2 separate regions of the Mus musculus genome follow, and region 2 is linked to region 1. The links are chromatin contacts, called in public promoter capture Hi-C maps. All regions are on one chromosome and are shown on one strand. The core of a region is the stretch at or near the end of the contact, and the rest is flanking DNA. Distances in the headings are between cores, read along the strand shown.

Region 1 (5,864 bases), core at 894-3,393:
AGGCACCGTCTTTGGCCGCCTTCCTGTCCAATCCTCAAGCCTTCTACAGACCCGGAGCCCGTGGCAACCACTACGCCCGTAACTTACTATGGTTTGACTTTGGTTTGCCCTCTCCCCCAGAGACAAAGACCATGAAAGTGAGTCCCCAGCTACCCAGAGACCCCAAATCTCTCCAGCTACATATTGTACCTTCCGGTGCTAGCCCTGGAACTCTCTTCCGTCCTGTTACCACAGCTGCTGATAGTTACAAGCAGCCAGCCAGCCTTGTCTCCTCAGATTTTAGGCCCTCATCCTTTATCCAATGGGGTCTGGCCTGGTTGGACTCAGTCTTTGACCTGGTCATGGTGGCCGAGTACTTTGATGAGTCACTGGTCCTGTTGGCAGATGCCCTGTGCTGGAGTCTGGACGATGTGGTGGGCTTCATGCACAATGCCCAGGCTGGAAAAAAGCAGAGTCTTATCAGAACTGCCAATAAGACTGTGGTGACTGGTGAAGATCAGCAGCTAACCAAACAGGCCCGAGCTTGGAATAACTTGGATTGGGCTCTTTATATTCACTTCAACCGTAGTCTGTGGGCGCGGATAGAACAGTATGGCAGGAGTCGACTGCAACGTGCTGTGGCTGAGCTCCGGGCTCGAAGAGAAGCTCTGGCTAAACGTTGCTTGGTGGGAGGTGAGGCTTTAGACCCCAAATACATCGCTGATGCAAAGCTCCGTCCTTTACAGTTTGGTTCAGCTAAGGTATTGGGCTATGTACTTCAGAGTGGACTAAACCAGAAAGACAAAGAGGAATGTGAACGCTTGGCTACTCCAGAGCTACAGTATAAGGATAAACTTGATGCTAAGCAGTTTCCTCCTACAGTCTCCTCGCCTCTCAAGACCTCAAGGCTACTGTCCCCATAGGTATCAGACTACAAATTAGGACATATGCGACGGGTGGAGGACCTCTAGGTGCGTATGTATTTCCCTTGGAAGGAACAGGAAGTTTGCTCTAAGATGAGACTGTTGTTGTCTGGACTTCCTCTAGAAATCCCAGCAGAATCTGTTGCCTCCCCCAACCCCTAACTTTGCCACTTCAAGCCTCAAGACAGATTCATGTAGCAGTTCCTCAAAACCCCCTGGAGGGGCAAAAGATGACAGCGACACAGAGAAAGTTTGGGGCATGATATATGTCCATTTCTCTACGAAATATTTGTTATGGAGCTGTGCTAATTTCACTATCAAAATATTTGTTGGATGAATAAATGCTACGAAACGTTTACTTATTTTTTAAAAGGTTATTAGACTTATTTTATTTTATGTGTATGAGTGTTTTGCCTACATGTGTAAATGTACCTGGTGTCCACAGATCTCCTGGAACTGGAGTTACCAAATATTGTGAGCCACCATGTGGGTGTTGAGACCCAACCCCTGGTCCCCTGCAAGAACAGCAAGGGCTCTTAACCAAAGAGCCATCTCCCCTGCCCCCAGTTCTTTGTTCTATGTAGGGCTCTAAAAGGAGAAGTGATGGAGAATCTTTTATTGGACAGAAATTAGGCTAAGTAATGGGGTCTTTCTTTTCTTTCAGTATTCCCTCAATGCTGGGGATACAGCTGTTGGTAAAACGACTGGCTAGCATGAGGTTGAGGCTCAGGCATTCCAGTAACACACATACACACACACATCACCAATAATAACAACAACAACAACAAAATATCAGAAAAAAAAAAGGCAGCGGTGTGGCTCAGTTTGCAGAATGCTTACCTAGCATTCATGAAGCCCTGGGCTCAACGCCCAGCCCTGCATAAGTCAGACCTGATGGCACATACCTGTAATGCCAGCGCTCCGGAGAATGGAGGCAAAAGGAGCAAAAATTTGAATTCATCCTCAGCTTTAGAGGAAGTTTAAGGCCAGCTCGGGCTACAAGAAATGCTGTCATAAAAGGGAAGAAGCGTGGGAGAGAGGGAACAGAAAGAGAAAGTCAGGGAAGAAAGCAAGAGAGAGAGGGAAGAAGAGAAAGAAAGGAAAGGAGGGAGGCGGAGACAAATAAAAATAAATTCTACCCAAAGAAGCCAGTCTAGCATCCTTAAAGGTTCCTCAGCAGCCCGCACTCACCCCTCGACTCAGCCAAGAAGCCTCGGAGGCCACGCCCCCTTCCTTCCGCTTCCGCTTTCTCTCCAGTCATTCAGCGCCCGCACTCCTGGTCTGGCGCTGCTGGGTCTAGGTTCCGGGTTCGTTTCTCTGGTTTCCGGGCCAGGCTGGTGTGTCCCGCTGCCTGCCGGGCGGAGCCGCGGTCCTCCGGTGTCTGGACTCGCAGGCCGAGCTCCCCCGGTCCCGTGGCTCCCTGCCGGCCCGGTCTCGGGTCGCATCGTCCTCCCCACCCAATGGAGTCCCAATGCGACTACTCGATGTACTTTCCGGCTGTGCCGCTACCGCCACGCGCCGAGCTGGCCGGGGACCCGGGCCGGTACCGGGCGCTGCCCCGGCGCAACCATCTGTACCTGGGGGAGACAGTCCGCTTTCTGCTGGTGCTGCGCTGCCGAGGCAGCGTGGGGGCTGGCGTTGGGGGCGGCGCGGGCTTGGCATCCCGAGGGGCCTGGACCGAGCTGGCGACCTCCCTGGCCGCCCTGGCCTCGGTCAGCGCAGGAGGAGCGCTGCCAGGGTGCGGCAGCGCCGGCGACCAGGATGCTGACCCCCCGGGGGGAGGGGACCCGGGGGGCGGGGGTTTGTTTCGAGGTTGCAGCCCCCTTCTCACCCACGGCCAGGGCCCTGCTACCTCAGGGGGCGCGACCACGGTGAGGATCTCTGGGTGACAAGGGCTGAGGGGAGGTTTGCTGGAAGCTAGAAAGATAGTTTGGAGCATGGATTCCTTAGGGACCTGATGTAGGAGGCAGATGACAGCATTGTCCTGTCCTGCAGAGGAACCTAAGACGGGAGGCATATGATTTCAAGAAGGGGTGGGCATAAAGACTTGCTCTGTCTTGCAGAAACGTTAAAGGAGCCTGAATCTTTGCCGCCATCCTGACATTTTCACCCCTTTCATATAACCCCTAGCTGCCTGTGGAAGAACCGATTGTGTCCACAGATGAAGTCATCTTCCCACTCACCGTTTCACTGGATAGACTGCCCCCAGGGACACCCAAGGCCAAGGTAGGATAACAGAGCTGAGGCTGTTGCCCTATAATTCAGATGACATTTTAAGACCCCTCGTGATCATGGTCCGATGGCTCCTGTACCTAGATTGTAGTGACCGTGTGGAAGCGGGAGGTCGAGGCACCAGAAGTCAGAGATCAAGGCTACCTGCGCTTGCTACAGACTCGATCTCCTGGGGAGACTTTCCGTGGAGAACAGAGCGCCTTCAAGGCCCAAGGTGGGGGAGAGGGGGAAAGCTGGAGCTCGGAGAGGAGTAGATTAGAGGGTGCCACACTGTGATGTGGAGGTCTTGATTTCCTGCCACATCCTTTCTCTGCAGTGAGCACCCTATTGACGCTGCTGCCCCCTCCAGTTCTGAAATGCCGGCAGTTCACTGTGGCTGGAAAGCACTTGACCGTGCTCAAGGGTGAGCAGATCTGCTGGCGCAAGGCTTGACTAGCAGCAAGGGAATGGGTCCAGTATGTTAGGTAAAGGTGGAGTTGGGGTAGGAGGGTTCTCACTACTCTGAGCTGGGCTTGTTCCCGCACAGTGCTGAATAGCTCTTCCCAGGAAGAGATCTCCATCTGGGATATCCGAATCCTCCCCAACTTCAATGCCAGTTATCTACCTGTCATGCCTGATGGCTCTGTGCTGCTGGTGGACAATGTCTGGTGAGGTTCTGGGGCAGGAGGCAGAGCTGTGGCGTGGTTGGGGACAGAGATGGGAAGTGGCAAGCTCATGTCCTGCCTTTCTTTCTTCTGAACTAGTCACCAGTCTGGGGAAGTCTCCATGGGATCCTTCTGTCGGCTTCCTGGAACATCTGGCTACTTCCCCTGTCCACTTAGTGCCCTGGAGGAACACAACTTCCTGTTCCAGCTGAGAGGGGGTGAGCAGCCCCCTCCTGGGGCCAAGGAGGTGAGCTGGTGTGATCACAGAAGTGACGACCACTGTGGGAACTGTTGGGTTGGTAGAGTGCTTGCTTAGCAAGCATAGAGTCCAGGGTTCTACCCTCAGCATTGCATAAATCTGGCATAGTGGCATTGCGCCTGGGATCCTAGCACTTGGGAGGTAGCAGGAGGCTCAGGTCATCCCCAGCTATATGAGCAGTTGGAGAGAAGTCCTAGGCTCAAAGAAAACACAATGGAAGGGAAAGGCCACGAGCCTCTGAACATCCCAAGTCTCCCTTTGTCCCATCTGCAGGGCCTTGAAGTCCCCTTGATTGCCGTGGTTCAGTGGTCCACGCCGAAGCTGCCCTTCACCCAGAGCATTTACACCCACTACCGGTGAGTGCGTGGGAGACCCACCAGGCGCTCTCCCGCTCACCTCTGCCTAACACGTACATCCAGCCTCCTCTCTCACTGCTCCTAGCCTGCCCAGTGTCCGCCTAGACCGCCCCTGCTTTGTGATGACTGCTTCTTGTGAGTCCCCTGTTCGGACCTACGAGCGTTTCACTGTCACCTACACGCTGCTCAACAACCTCCAAGACTTCCTTGCTGTGAGGCTTGTGTGGACCCCGGAACATGCACAGGCTGGTGGGTCACCTGCCAGGCTGAGACCTTATCCCCTGGGAGGGACAGGGAAAGGAAAGGGCAGGACAGTGAGAACAGCTTCCAAGTAGTGCCAGCCCTACCTTAATAGGTGACCTGCAGTACCTGGCTGGCTCTCCTGGGTACCTGGCTAGTCATCCAGGATCACAGACAGAGACTCGAGGTAGGCAGTGGACACACACACACGTGTACACACACACACACACACACACACCACACACACACACACACACACACACACGCTTACTAGCTCTGTGATCTTGAGAAAGTTCCTTCATCTCTCTGAGCTTCTGTCCTCTCTAAAACTACGAAGTAACATCTCATGGCTTGTTATGCATATTAACAGTTAACAGACACCATCTGGGTTAGCACAGACCACAGCACCCAGCATTAACCGTTGTTATCTGTAACCCTCGGCAAAAGATAACATTTACTCAGTTTACTCCGGGCAAAGCACTTTGCCAATTAAACACTCCATGTGCTGATAAAGACTTGTGGGAGCTGAAGCAAGCTTTCCAGTGTTGATGAGCATGTGTTTCTGTCCCCAGGAAAGCAGCTGTGTGAGGAGGAGCGCCGGGCCATGCAGGCAGCCCTAGACTCCATCGTCTGTCACACACCCCTCAATAATCTTGGCTTCTCCCGGAAGGGCAGCGCGCTTACCTTCAGTGTGGCCTTCCAGGCCCTGAGGACGGGGCTCTTTGAGGTGGGCCCAGTGTTGGGTAGAATAGTCGAGGCTTCTTGCTTCTAGAGGGGTTAGCTAACGTCTTAGGTAGCACTAGAAGGCTGGGCACAGGGAAGGGTGGGTCTGAGGTCCGCATCTTCCTATCCAGCTGAGCCAGCACATGAAACTGAAGCTGCAGTTCACTGCCAGCGTGTCCCACCCTCCGCCTGAAGCCCGGCCCCTGTCCCGAAAGAGCAGCCCCAGCAGTCCTGCTGTCCGAGACCTGGTGGAGAGACACCAGGCCAGCCTGGGCCGTTCTCAATCTTTCTCCCACCAGCAGCCTTCCCGTAGCCACCTCATGAGGTAAGGGACTAGGATTGCTATCAGTCTGACCAAGAGTTGGGAGTTGGGGTCAGGAGCAGGCCACTTAGTGGGATGCTATACTCTCACAGAGCCAGCCCACAGCCTCTGTCTTCTTCCAGGTCAGGCAGTGTGATGGAACGCAGGGCCATCACACCCCCTGTGGCCTCTCCCGTCGGCCGTCCC
Region 2 (5,575 bases), core at 1,386-3,885, 1.5 Mb before region 1:
TTCACAACCATCTGTAATGAGATCTGATGCCCTCTTCTGGTGTGTCTGGAGAGAGCGGCAGTGTGCACACATACATAAAATTAAGAAAAATGAAAAAAAAATATATAGGGGCTAGAGAAATGGCTCAGTGCTTAAAAGCATGGGCACACACATTCACGGTAAAGTGGTGTGGGGCGGGCAGAGATCAATGTCAGGTGCCTTCCCTGCTTGCTCCTCCTCCTCCCCTGCCCTCCCCGCCCCCCAGACAAGGTTCTCTCTATGTAGCCCTGGCTGTCCTGGAACTCGCTATGTAGACCAGGCTGGCCTTGATCTTAGAGATCCTCCTGCTTCTGCCTCCCAGTGCTATAATTAAAGACCACACTCAGATCATCTACCTTTAAATTAAAAAAAAAATTTTTTTTAAACTGGGTGTGGTATCACACACCTTTAATCCCAGCACTCAGGAGGCAGAAGCAGGAGAATTGCTGAATTTAAGGCAAGCCTGGTCTACATAGTGAGTTCCAGGACAGCCAGGGCTACCTAGGGAAACCTGTCTCAAAAACAAACAAACAAACAAAAGAAATGCCTTCATTCCCGGTGGATGATGGTTACAGGTCACAGGGAAGGGGTGGGTTTGGTAAACTTGCAGAAGTGGAGACCAGAAGGGAGCTGGTTATATAAGTGCTTAGAGGATAGCAGTGGGCCTGATGGAGGAGGTTAGCTCCCCTTTCAATGGAATGGATGAAGTCCAGGCCCTCAGAGAGATGCTGGGCCAGGTAATCTGGCTTCCTAGCTTCCTTGCTCTTCCTCAGGTGTCCCCATGTCACATGTCCCTGAATGGATCTGCTCTTTATGTGCCAGAGCTTTCTAGGTGTTCCTGCCCTGCTAACGAGGACACCTGACAGGGCCTATCTTGGCATGCCATATGGCATGACCTGTGGTGAGGAGTTCCAGCAGGGATGCAGGGTGTGTGCGGCTGAGGACCGGGAGGCTTTGCAGGCACTGATGCTGGTACCACAGAGAGGGAGAGAGGGAGGCTTGCTGCAAGTGAGGTGGGCTAAGCTGAACTGGGAATGCTGCATCCATACAGGGAGCCACAGAGCCCCGGGGACACTGTCCACCACCAGGCACAGCAGTATGAGGCTCAGGCTGGCAGATGGGGACAGCTGCTTCCTGCCACTGGGGCAGTTAGACCACAGCAGCTGCAGGTCTGCTCAGTGTGGTTTGCCAGCATCCTACATAGGTTCTGGGGGACGCTGCCCAACCTTCCCCAAAGGGTCCTCAGCAGGGCTCAGGCTGAGCTGGGTTCCACTGTCACTGGGTTAGGATCTACTGGAGTAAACAGACTCCCCGCCATTTTGTTTGATTTTGCTTTTGTTTTGGGTCAGAGTCTGTCTATGTGGCTCCAGCTGTCCTGGAACTCACGGAGATTCACCTGCCTCTGCCTCCTGAGTGCTGGGATTAAAGGTGTGTGTGACCACACTGTGACAACTCATCCCTTTTTAAAATCTAAATTTTATCTATTGTTATTGTGGGTATGAGTGTGCATGATGTGAATGTACAGCCATGCACACCACAGCACACGTGTAAGTCAGAGGACAAATTTGTAGAGTTGGCTCAGCAAGCTCTTTCACCTACTGACCCATCCTGCTTACCCTGACATACTGTTATTGTAGCCCTGGCATCACAGTAAGAAAGACCCTGAACTGCAGGCACTGACAGGTATGGGAGGTGCGCTCCTGGGGCTGAAAACCAGCTCTCTGCCTGAAGCTCCCTTTGTGCCACAATGTTCAAACACATCCTTTATTCAGCCCACAAATGTTTACTATATAGCTCTGGGCTTGCTGGCACCAAGGAGGCTGGCCATCATGGGGACAATCCATTAAGGGCGCTTGAGGGTCTTGGGCTCCCAATCCTAATTCTATGACCTTGGAATGTCTATCTGTCTGTCTATATGTGTATAGATACACTCAGACATTCACACACATACATAAACACACATACATATATATGTATACACACATACATGTACACACACACAAACATGGTCTCGGGACCATGTCTGGAATTTTGTCTTTGTCCCAGCAGCTGGACAATCTATCTGGGACTTCCTTAGAGGAGACCTGCAGTACCTATCCTGATAGCTCCATGTAGAGGTCTCCATGGAGAGGGAGGTACCCAAATCAGGTGAATCCAGAGGCCATTGACAGAGGTACCCAAATCAGGTGAATCCAGAGGCCATTGACAGAGGCCTTCAACATTTTAGAGCATGTATCAATATGAAAGTAGGATTTTGACTTTTTTGTTGTTGTTGTTTTTTGAGAAAGGGTTTCTCTGTATAGCCCTGGCTGTCCTCGAACTCAGAAATCCGCCTGCCTCTGCTTCCCAAATGCTGGGATTAAAGGCGTGCGCCACCACCGACCGGCTGGATTTTGACTTCTTGAGCTAGGATCAGATTTAGCTCCAAAACCGTAAGAGGGAACAGTTTATGCCCAACAAGCCCAGCTTTCAGACAGGCATAGGTCCATCCAGCCTCCGGCCGCCAGAGGGCGGTGCAAACACTAGTAGGCTCTGCCTGCCTCTCTCCTCTCTTCCTCGCCTTCGGGTTTGTTTTACTTCCGGTTATGTGAGAAATCAGCGCTCGGAAGGCTCGCAGATCAGTTTGCACTTCCGGAGCGCCCGTGTCTCGGGTCTGCAGAGTGCTGCACCGGAGGTGAGGGGCCTTTGCACCCAGGTGAAGTCCGCTCCCTGCGGTGACATCCGTCTCCGCAGTCGGCCGCGTGTGTGCCGCACTTGGCCCCTTTCTGTGACCCCGGTAGGCGGCCCTGGGCACTCGGTCCAGTGGCCCCGGTGCGAGGGATGAATGACTGAGCGAGCGAGTGACTCCCGCCGCCTCCTCCCAGGTGAAGGCGCTTCCTCTAGGGGCGCCCGGGCCGCGGGGAGGATGAATCGAGCCAAGCCCACCACCGTACGGAGACCCAGCGCGGCCGCCAAGCCCTCAGGTGCGTCCCTGCGCGCGGCGACCTCGAGACGGTCAATGAATGGGTTCCATGAAGGCCGGCATGGCCACTGAAGGGGTTCCTACGGGACATAGTTAACTTGGGACTGTTGGGAGAGCGTGGGCATCCAACACAGCAGGACAACGGTCATCCAACCCAGGCTTCCTGCATACATTGCTGTCCTGAGGGGCTCCTAAAGGACAAGGGCATCCTTGTCCTGCTGAGCATCTGGCAAGGACAGGGTACCTGGACCAGAATCACAGTCTCTGAAGCCGGATAATCTAGACTGGGGTCCTAAAGTTTCTTCTTGCTAACTGTGTGACACTGGCACATTACTTAACTTCTGTCTATTTTGTTTTGTCTTGTTTTGTTTTGGTTTTTTCGAGACAGGGTTTCTCTGTGTAGCCCTGGCTGACCTGGAACTCACTCTGTAGACCAGGCTGGCCTTGAACTCAGAAATCCTCCTGCCTCTGCCTCCCAAGTGCTGGGATTAAAGGCATGTGCCACCAGTCCCCTGCCTAACTTCTGTGTCTTTATTTGTAAAACGAGGGTCATAACTTTTGAAGAAGCCCGGTGAGAATTAAGTAGACAGTGCTTATGAGTTACAGATGGCTTAGTTTCTAGTCAGCACTGGATCAGCGTCAGCCATCGCTTGCTCTGCCAGGGTGGTTGGACAACCTCAGGCTTTACTTTTGTCTCTTGGGGGCCCACTCTGAGATTGGGTATCACAGGTGTGGGTTTTCTGTTCCTCTGCAGGGCACCCTCCCCCTGGGGACTTTATTGCTCTGGGGTCCAAGGGTCAGGCCAGTGAATCAAAGACAACGTCCACCCTGCTGAAGCCAGCCCCTTCTGGGCTACCCTCAGAGCGCAAGAGAGATGCTTCAGCTTCTCTGTCTGGGACCTCTGCGCTGACCGGCCTCACTAAGCGCCCCAAACTGTCCTCCACTCCCCCACTGAGCGCCCTGGGACGTCTGGCTGAAGCCGCAGTTGCAGAGAAGCGAGCCATTTCTCCATCGATTAAGGAGCCATCTGTGGTGCCCATTGAAGGTAAGATCAGACTGCCAACTTCCCCAGAGAGATTCCTTCATCCTGTCCATCTGCCCAGTGCCCGTGGGAGCCACTTCCAGCCTGGTTCTGTTAGCGTAGTGGGGTCTTGGCTTCCTGTGGGCTCGCTGCCTGGCATTGTGAACAGATGCACCTCCCATTCCCACAGTGCTCCTGGTTCCTCGTTCCATCATTTATCTGGCCTGTGTACAGCCTGCCCCTGGTTGTGACAGCACTGTTCTGAACCGTGCTGGGACAGGTGCGCAGGCTGTGGTGGCATCTAAGTGGTTCTAGCCCGGTCCTCCAGTGGAAGGGGATTCTTTGCTCACTGTCTTTGCCTCCAGGACAGGGAGCATTTTGGTGCCATTTTCCAGGTAGAAAATAGGTCCCCCAAGTACCAAAGAGACCTCAGAGGAGAGACGAGTGTCCCTGAAGTTGTGCAGGGGTCTGACCTTCTCCTCCTTCTTGTCATTTATCCCATGACTTCTTTGACAGTGCCAGGATTGAGCCTAGGTCCAGATGCACACAAGGCAAGTGTTGTAACCACTGAACTCTACAGCCCAGAGCCCCTCAGTGACTCATAGCAGCTCCATGATGCCTTAGCATAGACCTGTCACCCGCTAGCTATGTGCCAGCCTCTGAGCACCTAACATTCCAGTAGCAGACGCCACTGTCTGCGTGTCTGCTCCGAGCCTTTCTAAGGGACTCCTTCCTGAGAGCCAAAAAGGACAAGCATCCTGTCCTCTAGCCTTTAATGAAGCTGTATCTCATGAAGCTACGTTGTCCCTTGGTACTGAGATGTCATTTGAAAGGCTCAGAGGGTGCCTGTTACCTCAGCTGCTTAGGAGACTGAGGCAGGCAGATGAAAAGTTCAAGGTGAGCCTTGGCCACTTCTTAACTTGACCCTGTATGACAGTAAAAAAGTAAATTGAGGGATATGGATATAATTCAGTGGTAGAGCCCCTGCCTAGAATCCCCCAGTGAGGGGCTGGGGTGTGGCTCAGTGGTAGAGCCCCTGCCTAGACTCCCCCAGTGAGGGGCTGGGGGCGTGGCTCAGTGGTAGAGCTCCTGCCTAGAATCCCTCAGTGAGGGGCTGGGGGCGTGGCTCAGTGGTAGAGCCCCTCCCTAGACTCCCCCAGTGAGGGGCTGGGGGCGTGGCTCAGTGGTAGAGCTCCTGCCTAGACTTCCCCAGTGAGGGGCTGGGGGTGTGGCTCAGTGGTAGAGCCCCTGCCTAGAATCCCCCAGTGAGGGGCTGGGGGCGTGGCTCAGTGGTTGACCGGCTGTCTAGATTCCCTCCTTGAGCACTTGCCAGCATTTCTGAAGCCATTTGTTGAGGAAAACGACACAGACTCTGGTGTATGGTTTCTGGGAGCTCAGAGCCTCCGTGTGCTGGTGAGGCCCATCTGTGTTGCCTCTAGTTGTCTGCTCTGAGCGTGGCCTCTGCTCTCATCCCTCTCTAACCCAGCCTCCCCCCACCCCACCCCCTGTGTGGTCAGTTCTGCCCACAGTGCTGCTGGACGAGATTGAAGCCGCTGAGCTGGAGGGCAATGACG

The links. Promoter capture Hi-C pulls out the DNA fragments that hold promoters and counts their contacts.
Region 2: a promoter capture Hi-C map of liver shows a contact between it and region 1, with 3 times the contacts expected there. The contact joins the promoter of Ints1 here to the promoter of Map11 in region 1. A contact is called at or near these places in 1 of 39 promoter capture datasets (liver) and 1 of 484 Hi-C or Micro-C datasets (the G1E-ER4 cell line).

The regions. Positions count from the first base shown.
Region 1 is chr5:138,260,331-138,266,194 of GRCm38.p6, reverse strand. Map11 (microtubule associated protein 11) reads left to right here and starts at 2,143. Exons shown (of 11, transcript NM_153161.3): 1 at 2,143-2,773; 2 at 3,033-3,128; 3 at 3,219-3,348; 4 at 3,451-3,537; 5 at 3,661-3,781; 6 at 3,878-4,025; 7 at 4,311-4,393; 8 at 4,479-4,642; 9 at 5,206-5,360; 10 at 5,488-5,681; 11 at 5,801-5,864. The coding sequence starts at 2,363. Gal3st4 (galactose-3-O-sulfotransferase 4) reads left to right here. Exons shown (of 4, transcript NM_001347507.1): 4 at 1-1,274. The coding sequence ends at 902. It overlaps 6330418K02Rik (RIKEN cDNA 6330418K02 gene), which reads right to left and starts at 2,150. Exons shown (of 3, transcript NR_045821.1): 1 at 2,094-2,150; 2 at 190-438.
Region 2 is chr5:139,772,738-139,778,312 of GRCm38.p6, reverse strand. It overlaps Ints1 (integrator complex subunit 1), which reads left to right and starts at 2,635. Exons shown (of 47, transcript NM_026748.2): 1 at 2,635-2,981; 2 at 3,735-4,025; 3 at 5,519-5,575. The coding sequence starts at 2,843.